2 separate regions of the Mus musculus genome follow, and region 1 is linked to region 2. Evidence: chromatin contacts called from public promoter capture Hi-C data. All regions are on one chromosome and are shown on one strand. Each heading gives the region's core, a stretch centred on a gene start, on an enhancer-like site or on the middle of the called end of the contact. The rest is flanking DNA. Distances are from core to core; before and after follow the strand shown.

Region 1 (5,926 bases), core at 982-3,481, 2.9 Mb before region 2:
AAGCTACCCTGTATAAACCTGTGTATTCTCCTGTTAGAGTTTAGGTCAACCCATTAAGACACGGTTCCAGGAATCTGAAGAAAGACCAAAATTATTTGAAGAACTAGGGAAGCAAATCCAACAGTATATGAAAGTGATCAGCTCTTTCAAAAACAAGGTATCTTAGTTTCATTTTCGTATGATTTTTGGTTATGGCACTGTATGTTTGTTTGATTTTGTGTTTTTGAGGCAAGATCTCACTGTGTAGGCCTGGGTGGCCTGGGACTAGCTATGTAGGCCAGGTGTCTTTGAACTCACAGAAGTCCATATGCCTGTGTATCCTGAGTGCTGGAATTAAAGCCATGCGCCAACACAACCAGTCTTAGTTTTTCTTTTTAAATCTTACTAGTTTTATTCTTATGCACATAGCAAAGCATTGGATCTTTGTTGGGGGCTGAAGTTACAGTTGGTTTTAAGCTGCCCAATGAAGATAAAGTGAACTGAACTTGGATTTTGTACAAGAGCCTTTAGCTGCCAAACCGTCTCTCCAGCCCCAAGATGAGAAATGTTTGAGAGGAGATACTGGGTAGGGAGTTGCTCATCTTCCAATTAACTGTCATCTCCACTTGTAGGAGGACCAGTATGAACACTTGGATGCTGCTGACGTGACAAAGGTAGAGAAAAGCACCAATGAGGCGATGGAGTGGATGAATAGCAAGCTTAACCTGCAGAACAAACAGAGCCTGACGGTGGATCCAGTTGTCAAGACAAAGGAGATTGAAGCTAAAATTAAGGTAGTTCTTGCCCTTGTGTACTCTCTCTCCTCCCCCCCCCCTCTTTTTCTTCCTTCCTTCCTTCCTTCCTTCCTTCCTTCCTTCCTTCCTCCCTCCCTCCCTCCCTCCCTCTCTCCCTCTCTCTCTCTCTCTCTCTCTCTCTCTCTCTCTCTCTCTTTCTTTCTTTTTTTTTTTTTTGAGACAGGGTTTCTCTGTATAGCCCTGGCTCTCCTAGAACTCACTCTGTAGACCAGGCTGGCCTTGAACTCAGAAATCCATCTGCCTCTGTCTCTCTGCCTCTGCCTGAATTAAAGGCGTGTGCCACCATGCCGGGCCCTGGACATTTCTTAGCAGCTCTTTGTTATTAACAGTTGGGATTTCATTATGGCTTAGGTATTGGGGTTTACTTAGCATGTCATATAAAATTTGTTTCATTTATAAGAAACTATAGTTTTCTTTACCATTCTAGGAGCTGACAAGTATTTGCAGTCCTATAATTTCAAAACCCAAACCCAAAGTGGAACCCCCAAAGGAGGAACCAAAACATGCTGAGCAGAATGGACCAGTGGATGGCCAAGGAGACAACCCAGGCTCCCAGGCTGCTGAGCACGGTGCAGACACAGCTGTGCCTTCTGATGGCGACAAGAAGCTTCCTGAGATGGACATTGATTGATTCCAACACTTGTTTATATTAAAACAGACTATTATAAAGCTTTAAGTTGTCAACTTTGTTCTGAATATCAACTAGAGCAAGCAAATACTGGAGATTTCTTAGTCAGTTTTTAGGGGACCTCGGGGGTGGGGTATATAGGTAATATACAGAGCATTTTGACTTCTAAATAGTTAGATCCAGAGATGAAGTGCACTGTTCTCTCTTCATTACGGTCCTGTTTAAGAGCCCAGCTAGTCTATCTGAGCTCTCGCCTCCATCCTTGTTTTAATCATGCTTCTACAAGGTGAAGTGTGTTTGGGGAAACTGAGCTCTAACAAAAGCCGCGACAGCCACCAGGCAGGCTTTTCCTTATACATGACAGAAGTTCGTATTACGCCTTGGAAGGTCTAGGTGGAGATCACCACCAGCATTCTCTGCCTGTGGGGTTGTGGGGCTGGTGCTTTCTCCATTTCTGAGGGTCAGGATGGCCAAGCATGGATTAACACTAGGAGAGTGCAGAGCGCAGCAGAGCCTGCTCTCATCCCTCTATCCCCAGCCCAGTCTTCCTCCTCCATCCTTAAGCAGTATAAATGCTATGTGCCCTCTTCACTTAGAGCGAGCTTTAGTGTGTCAAGGGACTCTGCTTTCCTGTACTTCCTAAAAGTACATTCACTAATACTGAAGCATCAAAGTGTAGTTTAACCTTAAGGTTGGGTTGTAAATAACACAGTTGGGTGTAGGCATGGTAAATCTGAGCAGTCCATCCTTAGTATGGTGGAAAGATTTGTACCCTGACCCGCTCGAGTGGTGGTAGATGTATGTAAATTAGAAGTTTGAATGGGACAGGATGAGAGTTCGAGGCTCTTTGTTTGGTATCTTTTGTGTTAATGTGTCTTGAATCTGCCAATCTGTATGTTAAAACAGCTGACAGATTGTAAAGCTATTGCACTGCGTTGCCCTGGACAAGTCTGAAATTGGTATAAAAGACAAGGTGCCCAAGGTCACAAGAACACCTCATTGCCGACTGAAGCCAGTGTCAGGGCACCACATACTCCTGGGGCCAGTCTACAGGAAAGAGATGTTCTGCAAACAAGGGTGGATGCCTGCAGTAGAGGTCAGAGCTGGTTACCTGCCTTAGTTACAAGTGTCGGTTATGTTCTGGGTCTTTGTAATCGCTGATCTCTGTAACAGAGCCTCTGTTTATTTTTGCTTGTTGGAAATAGGGTTCAACCATGCATAGTTAGAATCACTATGCATCTGTCTGTCCACACAGGAAGTGCTATAGCTCTCAAGTGCTCTAGAGGCAGTTGGAAAGGAAGGAATGCATGCTTATGTGAGCAGCTGGACTCCCGCTCAGTACAGGCCTGGAACCCCAGGCCAAATGTATGCTCTGCTTCCTTGAGTGCTGTAAGAGTTCCCACTGGCCTTGCTCTGAGGCCAAGAGCTTTTTCAAATGCAGGCTGCAGGATTAAGCCAGCTCTTATGCAACTGACTGTCCTTAATGAAGAACTCATAAACATTTGTGTGTGGGGGTGGGGGTGGGAGGGTTTGGGTGCTGGGATGGGGGTGAATTTGAAGTTTAAGATTAAAAGCTAGAAATCAGATGGTCTGCTTCTGCTATGTCTGTAGACCGATTGGATGTATGTGGAGGCTGGCCAGATGGCAACTGATGACTTGTGTGCAAACAAGTGTTTATCCGGGTTGCATTATCCAAACTGGTTTGTTAAAAACTCTAGGTCACATTCTTACACTAAGAAAAACAGTTAACATGAGACAAAGTTTAGGAAAAACTAATAAAAGAAACCTGTCTTAACTTGAATGGTTTTCTTAATTTTCTTAAGTGGGCTGTTTGTGTGTGTGTGTGTGTGTGTGTGTGTGTGTGTGTGTAGGGGACTTACTTGAGTAGTTATATATGTGGGTGGGTGGGTAGGGGCAGGCTGGGGGAGACTGTCAACAGAATAAGCTGGCCTGAATGCAGTCCATCATCCTGCCTTAGCTGCTTGCCTGTGTGCTTATTTTGGAGCCCTCTGCCCCTGAGAATAGCAATCCAGTGTTCTTGGTATAGTAATCTTCTGCGAGGCTGGCCTTTAGATTTGATGGTAGAAGGTAGATGGCACAGAGTATTAACATAAGTGCCAGGACTGAGTAGGGCCAGAATCTGCTAGGAACTGATGCCTGGCTAGTTGGGGACATGCCCTGTGGTGAGGCAATAGGGTTGAAGTAGTGAGCCCTTTACTGCCATGGCATGGGTCCTATGTAGGGAGAAGTCAGACGCTGGTTGGTTGAAACTCACCTTTATGGACCATGCTGGCCTCAGATTCAGATCTGCTTGCTGCTGCCTCCCCAGGGTGGGATTAAAGGTATGTATTGCCACACCCAGCCTCAGGTCATGCCTTGGGCTATGCTTTTTGGAGAGGTTGGGGTGGGCCTGGCCATAGCTGTTCTACGGCATCGGGTGGCATGGTCAGCAGTGCCCCTGCGTGGGGCTGTGGGGACTGTGAGGGTGGGAGTAAAGCAATGACTGATGTCAAATTGTCCACTGCGGTCACTTTGCTCTGTGTGTGTGTGTGTGTGTGTGTGTGTGTGTGTGTGTGTGTGTGTGTGTGTGTGTGTGTGTGTGTGTGTGTGTGTGTGTGTGTAAAACCCTGTCAGAATCTGGAGGCATGAAGAACCAGGTGACTTGTGTAAGGAAAGTGGTAGAAAGGGCCTGGGTGACTACTTAGATCTGTTTACCAGTGGCTGAGTTTTACAAGGAGCCAAGATGTACCTGAAGGAGGGGGAAGGATTTCAGTGTGGCTCCAGCTTATGCCTATGGTGAAAAACTGGCAGTTGCTTTTAGGGGAATAAGTGACAAGGCAAGAAGTGGCAGGTTAGAAGTCTGGTTGACTTTTCATTGTCTCATTGCTGAAGATGAAACCTAAGGCTCACACATAGCAGGCAAGTGCTCTACTGTAAGCCACATTTTATCCTCAAGCTCATCTCCCTTCCCTGCCTGTCTCCCGAGTGGCTGGGATTAAAGCCACAATGCTTGACCTAAAATTGTTTTAAACAGAATGGCATGGGAGACAGAGGCAGATGGATCTCAAGACCACTCTGGTCTGTGCAGTGAGTTTCAGGTCAGCCAAGGGCACAGTGATAACCTTGTCTCGGCAAAACAAGCAAAAACAAAAGTGAAGAGAAAGACCCTGAGCTGGAGTTACAGCTTAGTTGGAGCCAGCATGATGGTGCATGTCTGTAATCGCAGCGCTCATGGAGTAGAGAGTGGAAGGATGGAGGATCACAGTTCAGGATCTGCCTATGTGTGTGTGAGTTTGAGGCTGGTCTGCACTACAGTGGGATGCTCCAGAATAAGTAAGCAATGGATAAATGACTTTAAGGCCTTAATTCTAAAATAGATGTGGAACTTTAGGTCTGTTGGGGTCATGGTAGGTCAGCTGCTGGTTGTAAAGGTTGTAGAGGATAGAGAAAACTGTTGTAGTTCCAGGTAGCTGTGGAAGGAATCCTCAGGGCTGGGGCTGTCCTGGATATATTTAGAAGTGTCCAGAAAGGAAGTAGAACCTTCTAGAACAGAAGGTTGGGAAGAGGGAGTTCAACCATGAGAAATGGAATGGCTAGTAGGTCTAGATGCTTCAGGAGTGTTCCAGAAGGTGGGAGCTGGTTGAGCCCCTAAGGAGCTTGGGTTCAGAGAACCCACGAGTTCCCAGGCACTCTCAGCCTGCTGGAAACGGGATCAGTTGGCAGGCTGGGCGGTGTCCTGTGCCCATGGTCTAGAATTAAATGAGGATGGTTCTCACCACTCTTCTTCACTCATGGTTTGCCAGTACATTTCTTGGATGGCTCTGGCTGGGGACAAGCCCAGGACATGACCCTCACAGACCTGAAACACAACTGCCCTTGTGCACTGGATGCTGCTGTTTGAAGCAGAGGCTGCTGTAAGAACTGTAAGAAGGAGGGGTGTGCGGAATCTGAGGCCAGCATGGTCCATAAAGGTAAGTTTCAACCAACCAGCGTCTGACTTCTCCCTACATAGGACCCATGCCATGGCAGTAAAGGGCTCACTACTTCAACCCTATTGCCTCACCACAGGGCATGTATCCACTAGCCAGGCATCAGCCCAGGAAGCAAGACAGAAAGCAGGAAGGTGTGCTTTTCTGGGGGATCAGGGAAAGAAGGGACCTAGGCAATGTTAACAATACAGACATGCTTCCCAGATCTGTGCAATACCCAAGGGCAATCACGGGCTGGCCATAACCTTGCTGTCCAGTTCTGGCGCATGCATTCAGGAAGAGAGAATAGAGGGATATTTGCTTCCAGTTACTCAGTGGGATTTGCAAAATTCAAGTCCAACACTCAGAGTCAGACACTATAGAAAGCTGTATTTGTCTTGGGCCCTTTCATGAGCTGTGCAGAGACTTAAATCCATACAGGGCTGGGTGCCTGTTAAAAATTTGGAGTCCTGGATCAATGGAGGAAGAGAGAGCAGCACGACTGCTTTTCTTATCTCCAGTTAGCAGGCTTTTTT
Region 2 (5,446 bases), core at 2,204-4,703:
GCATTAAAATAACAATTTAAGTAAAATAAGAAACCTTTTAACCTCATATATTTCAATTCTTTTTAAGTTATTGGAACTTCAATTTTAAAATTACACATTTAAACAGTTTATGTAAAAATTGAAAACATTTTAAAAATCATAATTGACAAACATACAAACTAAACTTTCAACAATAACTATCTACAAAGCAATCATGCACTCTTATGTTCTAACAGTAGTATGATTCACTTCTGGAAATTCCGTCTATGAAAAATCCTTCCCGTGGATACATTCCCAAGCTTACAAAAAGGCCTTAAAGCACTTTCCTAGAAGATATGAAATTATGTTCATATTTAACGTTGACAGATAGCATTCAATTCTCACCAATTTAGATAAAACAAAACAGACTTGATTTCAAACTATAAAATATTACAAATTGATACATATATAAAGTTCTAGTCAAAGTTCTAATACATACTATGCTAAAAACTATTAAGATATTTGATTAATTCTGTCTATGTCATCAAGAGTATTAATAGTACTTAAAATATACAAGATTTAACATTCTGCTAAGCATGCAAATCCTATCAGCTCTTCAACATAAAAACATTCAAATACTTTAGGCCCAGAACAACTTCAAAAACTTCTATACTGCTTTCATATTGAGACTACAAGCATTCAACCTACACTTGCTACAATTTACTTTTTTGACTTCTAATAGGCTACCTAAGCCAAGTTCCTTTCATAACAATTTTCATACAGAGAATTACACTAGCTAAAATATTTCTGGTCCCATGACGGAAAATAAGTTATAACACCATAAACTGTAACAATCTAGACTCACACTAATCTAATGTTAAAAGAGCTTACCTTTAACTTGAAGTACTTTGCTAAACAGCAATATGAGGAAGTTAAGATGGCTGAGTAGAATCCTCAAAGGTCTACTCTGAACTACAATACTAAATATAGGCAAAGTTAACACTTTGGAAATACTTCTAATTTCCACCTTTAAGATGGGCTTAAGTTATTTGAAGGTCTCCAGGAAGAAAATGTGAATTCAACAACATATATTCAACAGCCTACTTTAAGTACCTAGACTATTCAACTTTTTAAAGGTCTACTAATACTAATTCATGTCGCCAGAAGCTGCCATACCTCACTGCTCAGCAACAAACAGGACTACATACCTGAGAAGAACTGAACAATTTCTTCCTTGCTACATCCAAAAGGGAGTCCTCTAAGCCGTACAAAGCCATCATTGGCTGTGTCAGGACTATTTGGACCAGTATGCTTCAACACCCAATCCATTTCAACGTTGTTTGACTTGAATACTGAAAGAGGTGCTTAGAATTAGTCAATTAAGTTGGAGAACAAAGTTCAGATTTCCTGGGCTTTTAGATAACTAGGAAGAGCTGCCATAAACTCCCTTAGATGACCATTTCCATGCGGTCAAATACCTAAAATTCAGAAGGGGTAAGACCTCTATGTGTTTAAACGTTTACTGTTACTAGGGCAATGTAAATCAAACCTTCAACATATCTGTGTCCCATAGTTTCTCTGTCTTTTTTCAAGGCCAATTTGACTTCATCTTCTGATTCAAGTTCAACAAAAGCCTCGCCACTTGGTCTGCCTTCTCTGGTGTAGATGAAACGAATACCTTGAGCCCCATTTTGAATTTTGCAGTCTGAAAAGAAAACAACGCTTAATACAGGATTTAAAACCACTACAGATAAAATGCATATTCCTGTCATCACACACACCAAAAAAAAAAAAACATGCCTAAAAAGACTGACCAAGCAGAACACGATCAAATTATCTCATATACAGGATATATTCCTAGTCCAACAAGGTAACTCAATGCTCAAAAATAGTTCAAATGGAGCAGGGCAGTGGTGACGCACGCGTTTAATCCCAGCACTGGGGAGGCAGAGGCAGGCGGATTTCTGATTTCGAGGCCAGCCTGGTCTACAGAGTTCCAGGACAGCCAGAGCTACACAGAGAAACCCTGTCTCGAAAAAAAAAAAAAAAAAAGTTCAAATGAAGCTACCACCTTGCCTCTAAGTTTCCATTAACCATCTCTTGGTACACTATCTCAGAATAATCTCATCTGGATCTGGTGACTTCACAGCATTTTCTTGTTTGGGTACCATGTCAGCTTCCCTCTATCAGCAACCACATAACAATTTCATTCAAATCCAAACTCCAGCTCAATATTCATCCGAAAAGGGACCAATGTTAACAACTAAAGGCTCCAAGCTGCAGTTCAACTCAAACCCGGACGGCAACGGCCCCCTGCAATTGCTTGCAGTATACTTGGGGCTCGATTTACAGATCGTTTTCTGTTACCACAGCTAAATTCAGATGGTAAGGTCAACACTACAAGTACCTTTTTACAAAACCTTACACGACTTGAGAAGAAATCACATCTTTCCCTACTTAAATTTTTCTTAGACTACTCCAGAATGCACAGATTGATGCATAGAGACAGAAAAAGTTTTAAAAGAAAACAAATTCAGCAGGGCCACCAGCATCCCCAAGGGGGTTGGGGGGGGTGCGGATTTCGCAATTACCATTGCGTAACAGCGGCCAACAGAGCGCGAGCCGCCTGGGGAAACCGCTGGTGGCCGCGACTCGCTAGGGGGCGCCCGGGAGACCCGCCCCGCCCCAACCCGGCCCGGCCCGGCCCAGCCGCGGGCCCCACTGACAACTCCCGCCTCAACTCACCAGAAAAAAAGCGCTGCACTTCATCCGCGGAGCAGGACCAGGGCAAGCCCCGGACCTTCACCACGAAGCCCTCTCCGCCTTCTGCTCCCAGCATCATCGTCCCTTCGGTGGTCCTGGCGTCCACACAGATTGCGGGGCTGCGGGGTGGGGGTGGGGGTCAGGAACGCGTCTGAGAAAACAGGCATTTAAATGGCCCTCCCACTTCACGGCGCACAGCGGGCACCGGGCGCCGCCATGCGAGTCCCGCCCGTCAGGATGCCTGGGCCCCGGAGACTCAAGCATGCAACCCGGCCTCGGCTAGCGACCCGATGCCCAAAGCCGCCCAGTGCGCCCAGGGCCGAGGCGCCAAGCTAATAAGACCCTGGCCCACAGCCACGGTTGAGACGAGGAAATGGCGGCCGCCGCTTCCGCTCCGCCTCCTCAGACATCTCACACAATAGAAAGCGGCGCGGCCTGCAGGCCTAGGCGGCGCTGCCACGCCGGCGAGACACTCGCGGCTCCCAGGGGCAGCCTGCGCCTGCCACGGCCCCTCAGGTTAGAACCTAAGCTCAGCGACAAGCAATCGTCACCCAAAGAGGTGTCCGTGGAGAGCTCGGGCAGCAGTCGAAGACGGAAAGTCACTCACCTCCACAAAAAGCCTCGGCGTGGCTGAGGAGAAATGATAAGCGGGCGCCTGCGCAGGCTAAATAAAGCCCTTCCAGCAAGCTCTGCGCACGCGCACCCTGTTGCCGGCCCCGCCCCACTTGCGTCACAGAGAGATTGGACGCATGCGTATTAAGAAACCCCGAGCTCTCTCCCGCCGTCCTATTATTACACGCATGCGTTTGGGCTCAGCCCTCTTCATAAACTGACCGAGGTGTTTTTGGTTGTTTTTTTTTTTTCTTTCTGCGCCTGCGCCTTTTTGCAATTATTGCGCTTGGCGTCTCAGCGGTTTCTTGTTTTACTTAATGCGCATGCGGCTACCTTCAAACCGTTCTCTAGACCTACCCGCCGGAGTGGGGGAGGGGAATGGCGCTAATCAGCTCCCCGCAGGGACTGGGTAGTAATCCAGAGTTCGTTCAGGTTTGCAGGGGCGGTAGTTCTACCCTTAATCCGCAGCTTTTCATCCGCGCTCCTGTCGGTTTTGAAAGACACCACGAAGAAAAGGAAGCCATGCCCTTTCTCCTCAGAACGCGTAGGAGCTGGAGGGCCGGGTTGTGCCAAACCTCCTCTGGGTACCGCCCCGCCCCCTGCGCCCAAATCCCCGATCTCCGTGGGGCGCCTGGGACCAGTCCCCTTACCTGCCCGCTTTAGGGGGTCAGTCCCGACCCACATGGGCTGCCAGTGCCCGAGCTAGTCCTGTACCCCACTTTGCCTAACGGACTCGCACTCTACGAACCCCTCGCCCTTGCACGAGAGGCGCTCGGTGTGCGGCGCCTCGCGAGGGAAGGCTGAGACTGCCAGGGGCGCGAAGGACGCAGCCCCAGAGCGCTGCGCCCGACCGACCAACGGGCCTCTCCCAAGGTGGAGACACGCCCGGGTCATCCCGTGTGCCCTTACAGAGGTAAATGGGTGACGTTTAAGAGAATTCCTGCAACATAGCAGAATACGGATGATGTCCCGAGTTTCTCCGAATCTGACTGACCTACCCTAGAAATTAACAATAAGAGTTATTGTTTGGGCGGTGCCACGGTAGGTACCACAATTGGTAAGCCTCTGAAAGCCATCACAAGAGGTTACAGGCAAAAATACGCTTTTCTTTCAAGTGCAACATTGAGGAGGCTAAATCCAGTTTGAACAGTTTGTTTTTTAAAAGGGGGGGGTGTCATCAAAGGAAAGGTGCAGAGACTGCGTGCAGAACTCAGACCTTTTAAGTCTGCGCAAGGGTGTTAAGTAGAAGGGCATCACAAGACTTCAAGAGAGCAACAGGAGCTGTGTAACGTGAACCTTCAGGTGTAAGGGAAACTCGGATGAGACAGGCTGGGAGAATAACTGCACATGACCTCACCTGCAAAGGATCTATCTAGAGGAGACAGAAAACACTAGTTTAGATCATCGAAAAGTGAGAACTCCCAAGTCTCCAGGCCAGGAGGTGGGTGAAAGGCAAGAACACAAGCCCAGCCGAGGAGAACTGCAACTTCAAGACTTGCCTGAGCAACAGAGTGCGTTCAAGGCAGCCTGGGAAATTTACTGAAAGCCTGTCTCAAAAAGAAGACAAGAGAAATAGTAGTGGTAGAGAGCTTGCTTAACATGTATATTTCCCCCTACATGGTCTTGGGACATGAGATTGATTACCAAGAAACTAAGATTACTCTTCTTTAGCTAATTCACACCATTTGAGAGCCCTATACTTATTAGATGACCTGCGATCGTTGGTTAGATGTATGGGAAGAGCAATGCATACTAGAAAGGCTTTGAGCAAACCAGTCCTACCACTCAACTATATTTTCACACACACACACCGTTTTTTGTTTGAATCATCTTTTTTCACTTTGCACAGTAATGTGCCTGTAGTCCCATCTACTTGAGATGCTGAGATGGGAGAGTCACTGCAACTTAGCAATCCAGGTCTCTCACCTGAAGGGGGGGAAATGTTTCCCTTCTGACAACACAACCACATTCCTACGATGTTTCTCTAAATTCTATTCTAGTTGTATGGGAGGTTATTTTTCCATCGTAAGAGAAAAATGCAGTGTATAATCATAGATAAAAACTTTTATCTTTCCTTATTGTGTCCTTTCCTTATTGTTTTGAGTCCTGATTG

What was found. Promoter capture Hi-C pulls out the DNA fragments that hold promoters and counts their contacts.
Region 1: a promoter capture Hi-C map of embryonic stem cells shows a contact between it and region 2, with 4 times the contacts expected there. The contact joins the enhancer-like site here to the promoter of Hnrnph1 in region 2. A contact is called at or near these places in 1 of 39 promoter capture datasets (embryonic stem cells) and 1 of 9 other capture datasets (macrophages).

Annotation. Positions count from the first base shown.
Region 1 is chr11:53,257,111-53,263,036 of GRCm38.p6, reverse strand. Hspa4 (heat shock protein 4) reads left to right here. Exons shown (of 19, transcript NM_008300.3): 17 at 38-157; 18 at 612-773; 19 at 1,222-3,223. The coding sequence ends at 1,425. Among named protein-coding and RNA genes, the nearest start is that of Hspa4, 40 kb to the left of the region's middle. Within about 2 kb of position 2,231, at least 19 of the 459 cell types and tissues checked have an H3K27ac peak or open chromatin away from gene starts, as enhancers often do. A contact at or near this core is called in embryonic stem cells, where this site is marked.
Region 2 is chr11:50,375,685-50,381,130 of GRCm38.p6, reverse strand. It overlaps Hnrnph1 (heterogeneous nuclear ribonucleoprotein H1), which reads right to left and starts at 3,453. Exons shown (of 13, transcript NM_001347487.2): 1 at 3,329-3,453; 2 at 2,704-2,840; 3 at 1,508-1,663; 4 at 1,167-1,310. The coding sequence starts at 2,800.